Linked DNA regions of Sus scrofa: region 2 is linked to region 1. A link is a contact called in public promoter capture Hi-C data. All regions are on one chromosome and are shown on one strand. The core of a region is the stretch at or near the end of the contact, and the rest is flanking DNA. Distances in the headings are between cores, read along the strand shown.

The links. Promoter capture Hi-C pulls out the DNA fragments that hold promoters and counts their contacts.
Region 2: a contact with region 1 is called in a promoter capture Hi-C map of liver, with 4 times the contacts expected there. The contact joins the promoter of USP39 here to the promoter of IMMT in region 1. A contact is called at or near these places in 2 of 5 promoter capture datasets (fetal liver and liver) and 1 of 2 datasets of contacts at active chromatin or transcription factors (skeletal muscle).

The regions. Positions count from the first base shown.
Region 1 is chr3:58,573,366-58,577,578 of Sscrofa11.1, forward strand. It overlaps IMMT (MICOS complex subunit MIC60), which reads left to right and starts at 1,810. Exons shown (of 13, transcript XM_021087287.1): 1 at 1,810-2,002. The coding sequence starts at 1,958. It overlaps MRPL35 (39S ribosomal protein L35, mitochondrial), which reads right to left and starts at 1,745. Exons shown (of 5, transcript XM_003124936.4): 1 at 1,615-1,745.
Region 2 is chr3:59,154,462-59,158,674 of Sscrofa11.1, forward strand. It overlaps USP39 (U4/U6.U5 tri-snRNP-associated protein 2), which reads right to left and starts at 2,136. Exons shown (of 13, transcript XM_013987875.2): 1 at 1-2,136. C3H2orf68 (UPF0561 protein C2orf68 homolog) reads left to right here and starts at 2,194. Exons shown (of 4, transcript XM_003354742.4): 1 at 2,194-2,426; 2 at 2,510-2,628; 3 at 3,775-3,926. The coding sequence starts at 2,320.

The sequences.
Region 1 (4,213 bases), core at 560-3,059:
CTGAATCCTTCAGCCCATTGAGTGAGGCCAGGGATTGAAACTGCATCCTCACGGATACTAGTCAGATTCTTTTTTTTTTCTTCTGCTTTTTAGAGCTGCATATGGAAGTTCCCAGGCTAGGGGGCGAATCAGAGCTGTAGCCACCAGCCTACGCCACAGCCACAGCAACGTGTGATCTGAGCCACATCTTCAACCTACACCTCAGCTAATGGCAACGCCGAATCCTTAACCCACTGAGCAAGACCAGGGATCAAACCTGCATCCTCAAGGATGCTAGTGAGATTCATTAACCACTGAGCCATGACAGCAACTCCTGAGGACAGTCCATTTTAAAGCAAAAAAAAAAAAAGTCATAAATTGCACATGAAGATGGGGATTAAGGACTTTATTAAATGACAAAAACTATAGAAATTAATTTTGGAGTTTGAAATCTTGAAGATGGAAAAGTTGCTAATGATATTGAGGCCCAACGCTGTGCCATACATGGCTGGAGGAGATGTTCATTGACATTGAGAGGTTTATGGCCAAGGTGTTAGAAAAGTCATCACACTGGCGTCAGCTAGCATGAGAGCAGTGGGCAGGGATGGGCTGGCAGGGCTGCCGTTTAATTGTTAAAATTACTAAAAAAAAAAAAAAGTGGGCGACTGCTCTTGAGGCTAAGTGATGGCAATGTGAAATATCAAGTATAATGTAATTACAAAATTATTCGGAAAAGCAGTAAACCTATACAAACATAAGTAATCATTTGATTTTAGATAATTTTATTTTTCTGTTTTTTGGACTTTTAGGGCTGCATTGGTGGCATATGGAGGTTCCCAGGCTAAGGGTCTAATGGGAGCTGTAGCTACCAGAGCCATACCAACGCCAGATCCCAGTCTGTGATCTACACCGCAGCTCACAGCAACGCCGGATCCTGAACCCACTGAGGCCAGGAATTGAACCCGCAACCTCATGGTTCCTAGTTGGATTCGTTTCCGCTGCGCCCCAACGGGAACTCCTTAGATAATTTTCAAAGTCACTTCTTTACAAATGGGATTCAGTAGCGTTGTCTACCGCTAGGGAGAACTACAATGAACTATCTAGTTAAGACTTGAAGTACCTTACACACGCAATAGATAAGTTATTTAGTTTCTATGATATTGTGATAAGATCATTACTAGTACTAATAGTATTGAATAGTGTTCAATATTTAACATATGTTTCCGTGATTACAGAATCGGTGGAATGCTTTGAACAGTGTTTCTGCACTGACTTCATCTCACAGATTGTGGCCAAAATTATCTTTTTAAAATACAAACTTGGTGGAGAAAGCAGTGTGGTTTAATATGGAAGGAGTAGAGACTGTGGAACCTGAAGAATCAGGGTCCCTATCCCTTCTCTGCTATTTATTAGATACATGAACAAATAATTTTGCACAAAGGTCTCCTCAGTGTTCTCTCACCCAGCCTCTCAAAAGCATGACTCCCTGAAGGACTGTCAAACAAAACAAACGCGGAAACCGAGACACTACCGTCGTTTACGTAACTTTGGGCAAATCCATTCCTTTCTACGAAATATCCAGCCGACGGAAAAGGCTGAGCCACTTTCCTGCTAGAATTCTCCGAAGAATCACACCTGCTCAGTTTTCGCAGGAACCGAAGCCCCAGTTTCCGACGTCCTCCAACCGGTTCAGTTCACCTAGTACCCTGGGCTTCCCGCTACAGACCAGAACCCGAAGCGCAACCCGGAAAGAGAAAGCGCCCTTTCCGTCCCGACAGAGCCCAGCCTCTCGGAGGGGCTTGGACAGGGGCAACAGGAGGTTGCGCATGCGCAGTGGCGGTGGCTGCCCTTCCGGTACGCAGGGCGCGGACAGGCGGCACGGACGCAAGCACGCTTGCGCGCGCGCACGGTCTCCCCTTCTCGCGCCGCCGCCGCCCCTGCTCTCACTTAGACCCGCAGCGCCGTCCGCCGCGCCGAGATGCTGCGGGCCTGTCATTTATCCGGCGTGACCTCCACCGCCCAGGTAAGGATCAGGGCGCCGGAAGAGAGTGTGTGGTGACGGGCAACCTACTGAAAGTGGGGGAGGCTTTGTCTCTGCCTAGGCCCGGGGACAAAGGCGTGTCTCAGGGCCGCCTTTATCGCGAGAGTGTCGGGTGGGCCCGTGAAGCAGTTAATTCGGGAGTTTGCCAGACTGGGATGACTTGAGGGTTATTGCTGAGCGGGATGGGGCATGAGGAGAAGGTGGCGGGGAGGCGGGCATAGGACGGGAGGCACGGCCTAGGGGACGTGCCATCCAATCAGCCCTGCGCTGCCCCAGTCTAGGACCAATCGAGGCTACTGGCGCTCGGGTCGCCGGTTGGGCGCGTGATAGGTTTCGCACAGTCGGTGGTTGAAGGTCGACAGGGAAAAACTACACTTCCCAGCAGGATACGCACAGCCTTGTCTTATTGCATCTTAGTAAGGCCGTTCTTGGACTGCTGGAGTCCGCGTTTTAGGGGTCAAGGTTGTAATTATCACGGAGGAGGGATTGCCCTTCTTTTTGTAGCTGAGAACACCTCTTGAGCTCTTCGTTCTCTGAACAAAAATGAAAGGTTGTAGTTTATGGAGCTCGAACTCTTGGTGCTCAAGGAAGGTTAGGCGACATGACCTTGTGCTCATTTCTGAGATTAGCCTGTGTCTCCAGGTGCTGGGACAACTTTGGCACACATTCAAGGAGGTTAGAAACCCAGTTCCTTTTATTTCTGCATGATTGTCAAAGTAATTTGCTAAAATTAAAAATAAAAAAGGTAAACCTATTCCCACTGCTCACAATTAAAGAAAATTGGTATTTTGGCAAAATGTGATGTTGCAAAACAGGTACTGTGACTCATGCAATTGAGCAAAATCCCTAGACATAGTGAGTTAGAAATCATAAAAATCAAACTTAATTTTTTCTTTCAAGTTTTCTTATTTCCCTTTCATTTTAAGGGTAAGAGAAGCAGCCTCTTCCATAGGAAAGTGGGGTGTGTGTTGGTTTTCTATTGCTATATAACAAATGCCACATATTGAGCAGCTTAAAACAAAACCGTTTCTGGACATGAATGGGGTTCTCTGCTATGGTATTGTCCCCACTGTGGTTCTCATTTGGAGCTAAGGGTTCTCTTCCAAGCTCTTGTAGTTTGTTGGCAGAATTGTAGTTTGTTGTGGTTGTAGGGCTCAAGTCTTTGTTCCCTCCCACCCCACACCTCCGGGGTTTAAGTGGGTTTAATTCGGAGCTGCAGCAAGCTGCATCTGCAACCTACACCACAGATCATGGTAACACTGGATCCTTAACCCACTGAGCAAGGCCCGGCATCGAACCTGCGTCCTCATGGATACTAGTTAGATTTCTTTCCACTGAGCCACGATGGGAACTCCCCCTCAGACCCAGATTTAAAGGGTTTATAGGATTAGGCCAGGCCCACCTGGATCACCCCCTTCTGATTAAATTCAGGTCATCTGATTAGTAACCTGAATTATATCTCTGATACTCCTTTTGCCATACAACCTCGGATCATGGGCTTAACTGCAGGGGGCAGAGATCATGGCGGCCATATGAGAGTCTGGCCCTGTTGTGATGCCCCAGTTGGGCTAGGAGGGGGCAGGATGCAGAGCTGCCTTTTGGGGCGGGACTGTAGAAGTTTGTCTCTGGAGCCCTCCTTTCATGGCACTCTCTTCATTATTTTGCCCTCAGGTTACATTGTCACTGTCTGCAGTAAAGTCCAAAATTACTTTTTCCTTCCTTGCCTTTATCAAAATATTTTCTAAAAACTTAATGGGATTCCATTTAGGAAATTAGAAGAAAACTGGTCAAAACTTACTACTAAAATATGAATCCATTTCTAGCCTACAACCAAGATTTCTTACCTTCCTAAAATTTCTGTCTTGTAAAATTCATTGGTTTATTCTTATCTTCTCGTTCATTCCATGGTGTTTGATGTGTTATTTTGTGAAACTCTTTTCGCTCTTTTCCCTTTTCTCATGTAGTATCTTGGGTCCCAGGTTACCCTTCATCTTTTTCATTTTCCTTTGTTGAGTCTGCTTTTTCTTGTACCCCTGGGAACCCAAGTATCCCAAGGAACTCTCTTCCCCCTTCTCCCCCTCTCCCTAGCTCTTTCTCTCTCTTAAATTAAGACCTTATTTTTTTAGAGCAGTTTTAGCAAAATGGAGGGAATTTACCACATATCCTGTGTCCCCACACATGTATAGCCTTCCC
Region 2 (4,213 bases), core at 886-3,385, 580 kb after region 1:
CCACTTTACCCATGATTTCTCTAAAAAAGACAAGAACTTTTTACTAGCTGCGGAATTTCCGGAAGCTGTCATTGGGCCCCAGGCTTCTTCAAGATACTTTGTGCCCTGCAACCAGAATTGGAAGGTCGTCTCCAGTTTCCGTGTCTCAGAGACTGACACCGAACCAGGATACAGTGGAGCGACCCCGAGGCTCTAATTCCACATTTAGAGGATTGTTTTTGGTATCACAGGAAAATGCAAACGACGATGAGATGAGGGAGACAAGTGACGCTGATAAAGCTCAAGCTTCAAGGCCTGAGACTTCCACGACCCCTTCCGCGACCACGAACTACTTTGTTTATATAGTTCTACTGAGTTGTGACTGACCTTCAATAAATTGCACGTTTGAAATGTGTAATTTGGGAAGTTCCCGTGTGGCTCAGCGGTTAACGAACCCGACTAGCATCCATGAGGACGGGGGTTCGATCCCTGGCTTTGCTTAGCGGGTTAAGGATCCGGCGTTGCCCTGAGCTGTGGTGTAGGTCGCAGACACTGCTCGGATCCCTCGTTGCTGTGGCTGTGGTGAAGGCCGACGGCTACAGCTCCCATTTGACCCCTATCCTGGGAGCCTCCATGTACTGCGTGTGCAGCCCTAAAAAGACAAGGGGTTCCCGTCCGGGCTCAGTGGTTAACGAATACGACCAGGAACCATGAGGTTGTGGGTTCGATCCCTGGCCTTGTTCAGTGGGTTAAGGATCCGGTGTTGCCGTGAGCTGTGGTGTGGGCCGCAGATGCAGCTTGGATCCCGCGTTGCTGTGGCTCTGGCGTAGGCCGGCAGCTGCAGCTCCAATTCGACCCCTAGTGGGAACCTCCATATGCAGCAGGATCGGCCCAAGAAATGGAAAAAAATAAATAAATAAAAAATAAAATAAAATAAAAAAGACAAATGAAACGAGTGTGCAATTTGGAATTCCGGGTGTGGTTTAGCAGGCTAAGAACCCGACACTGTCCGTGAGGATGCAGACTTGATCCCTGGCCTCCCTCAGTGGGTTAAGGATACAGCGTTGTCCCAAGCTGAGTTGTAGGTCACAGATGATGTGTGGAGGATCGGTGTGGATGTTGCATGGGCTGGCAGCTGCAGCTCCAATTTGACGTGCATATGGAACTTCCATATGCTGCAGGTGCAGCAGAAAAAAAATAAATACATAAGTTAGTCTGCTTGAATATCAATGGAGGTACATATACAGTCCAAAACCAAAGAGATAATGAACTTAACCACCAGCCACCAAGTGTTCTGCCCCCACCATTGACGTGCTTTCAGTGCACTCACTTTCTGTTTTTGTTTTTGTCCTTGTTGTTGGCCAGCTCTGGCATATGGAAGTTCCCAGGCCATAAATGGAACCCCCTACACATTAGCGACCAGAGCAGCTGTGGTAACAATGCCAGATCCTTAACCCACTGAGCCACAAGGGAGCTCCAGATCAGTGCACTTTCTAGAGTTTATCTAAATGGAAACACAGAACCAGTCTTTTTACCCCTGGCCTCGTTCACTCGCATATTTATTTTGAGATTCATCCACGCTGTTGAATGTGTAACAGCTCGTTATTTTTGACTGCTCAGCGATATTCCATCGTGTGGATGTATCAATCCATCCCTGTTCTAATCTTTTGTCTCTTTTTAAAGAGGATTCAAAAATGACACAGGCTCAGACCCCTGAAAAGCTCTAGATCCTCTCACGGAGAGAGTTAAGACGTCAGACCAGTGGGCGCTGGGTGGGCTGGAAGGGGGCATCCCCGCCACCGGTGGCGAAGGGGCCGAGGGGCCCGGTGCGGGCAGGGGGGTGGGCTGAGCAACGGGGGCGCCGCAGTTTGCCCTTCCGGGCACTGGCCTCCTCACGACCTCGCAGATCACGAGTAAGATGAGACGATCACGCAGCTGATGATGGAGTTTTCGCAGCATCTCATCACGGGAAAAAAAGACGAGAAGGCTCCACACAAATCACGGAGTGCTGTGATGGGTGCTTTGTATTTTTCTGAATTTTCTGGTGCATCAGCAGTAAGCCTAAATCCTGCTTTCTTATTGATAACGTCACAAAAAAGGCAAGGCCCCGCCGGGGGAATGGAAGTCGCGCACGTCCCATTCCCAGCACCACTCCACCAGCCCAGCTCACGCCTGGAACTCCGCGCGTGGTGACGCTCGGCCCGGTCGGCCGGTTCCCCGCCGACGTCAGGGTGCGGAGCCGGAAGTCGAGCGACGGGTGGCGCGGAGTTCTGCCTGCTGGAGGGCTGCCGTTGGAGCCGTTGAGGCGGAGGCGGCGCAGCTCCGCGCACAGAGCTCCAGATGGAATCGGCGCCGGGGCCCGGACCCGGCCTCTGCTACAAGCCGGGCGGGCGGCTGGACATGAGCCACGGCTTCGTCCACCACATTCGACGGAACCAGCTCGCCCGGTACCTCCCCGCCCCGCGCCACCGGCGCCACCCCTGGCCTGGCCTGGCCCGGCCGTCCCTGACTCCCGCTCGGCTCCCCGCAGGGACGACTACGACAAGAAGGTAAAGCAGGCGGCCAAGGAGAAGGTGAGGAGGCGGCACACGCCCGCGCCCACTCGGCCCCGCAAGCCGGACCTGCAGGTGTATCTGCCGCGACACCGAGGTGAGGCCGCCTGCCTCTAGCCCTCTGCCTGAACGCACTCTTCCTTTCTATATGGCAAAAAACAAACAACGAAAAAAAGAAACACACTCCTTAACCCCCAAGGCTCAGTTCATCTCGTCCCTTCCCGGAACTTCCGCCTCGACGCTCTCCAGCTGCCTCTCAGTGGTTCTCCCGGCAGAACAGGGACCCTCAAGACTAGTTAAGCAACACTATTACTGGACATACCTGGGAAGCGGCAGGAAGTTGTCTGCTGGTTTGCCCCCACTATACTGAATTCTCATATTCCCACCATCTAACAGAAAAAAAAAGGTTTGGCACTGTTCTAGACGACCAGGACATACCTGTGACATGAAGCCCAAACCCAGTTAATGACCTTCCCCCTAGCTTCCCACCCCCAGTTTCTCTGCCCTCTAGAGAGAGTTAAACCTACACCGCTAAATTTGTCGAGCCATCCTTAAAGTGTTTTTAGGTGTTAGGTACATCAATTCGTTTAGTTTCAAGAGGATCTCATAAAATGGGAATTTTCACGGGTTTCACAGTCAGGAAAACAGGTACAAACAAAGAGATTGAGTAACTTGCCTGAGATCTCTGAGAAGTAAATGGTAGAGCCTGGCCTGAACCCAGACAGATCCCTATCCACTTCTCTACTATTCTCCAATACTGTAGACAAAATGTGCATTCATGTACCTATTCGGAGATGGCTCTCTTCTGGTCCTGGGGCAGGGATAAAGGTGAATAAAACTGATGGGTGCCATGTTGTGCATACACACACACACATACACATTCTTGGTCCATGAGAAGATTGAGGTTTTGTTGTGTTTAGGGCTACACATGCGGCATATGGAAGTTCCCAGGCTAGGGGTCAGATCGGAGCTGTACCCACTGCCCTACACCACAGCTACAGCACACTGGATCCTAGCCACGTCTTGGACCTACACCAGAGCTCATGGCACTGATCCGAAACCACTAAGCAGGGCCAGGAATCAAACCTGCATCCTTAAGGATCCTATTCAGATTCGTCTCCACTGAGCCATGACGGGAACTCTGCTTGGGGCTTTCTTTATGGCATGTTTTCCTATATCATCTCTGTGCAGGAGCTCCAGCAGCCTTCCCCATATCCCTCTCACTCTGGTTCCATCCTTCCAGATGCCTCTACCCATCCAAGCAACCCAGACTGTGAGGAATCCAGTGAAAGCAGCAGTAGTGGCGGCTCTGAGCCAGAGCCTCCCGGTCATCAGCTCTTCTGCCTAGAATATGAGGCGGACAGCGGAGACATCACATCAGTTATCGTGTATCAGGTATGCCTAGTGGAAACAGCTGCAGCCTGAAGGTCCTGGGCCGTGATGGAAATCACTGCCAGACCCTGAGCCACTGTTTTCCTCAGGGCCAGTGGGAAGTGTCTGCCCCACATGAGGGCACAGACCGCTGGGCGATGCGTTTGAGCACAAGTCCCTCCCTTCACACAGTGACTGTCAGCGGGCAACAGGGAGGGCTCGAAGCCCCCAGTTGAGAGTCACTATTACAGGGGACGCCTGGGAAATGACAGGCACTAGCAAGAAGTTGTGAGTCACAGAGTTCTGTGAGA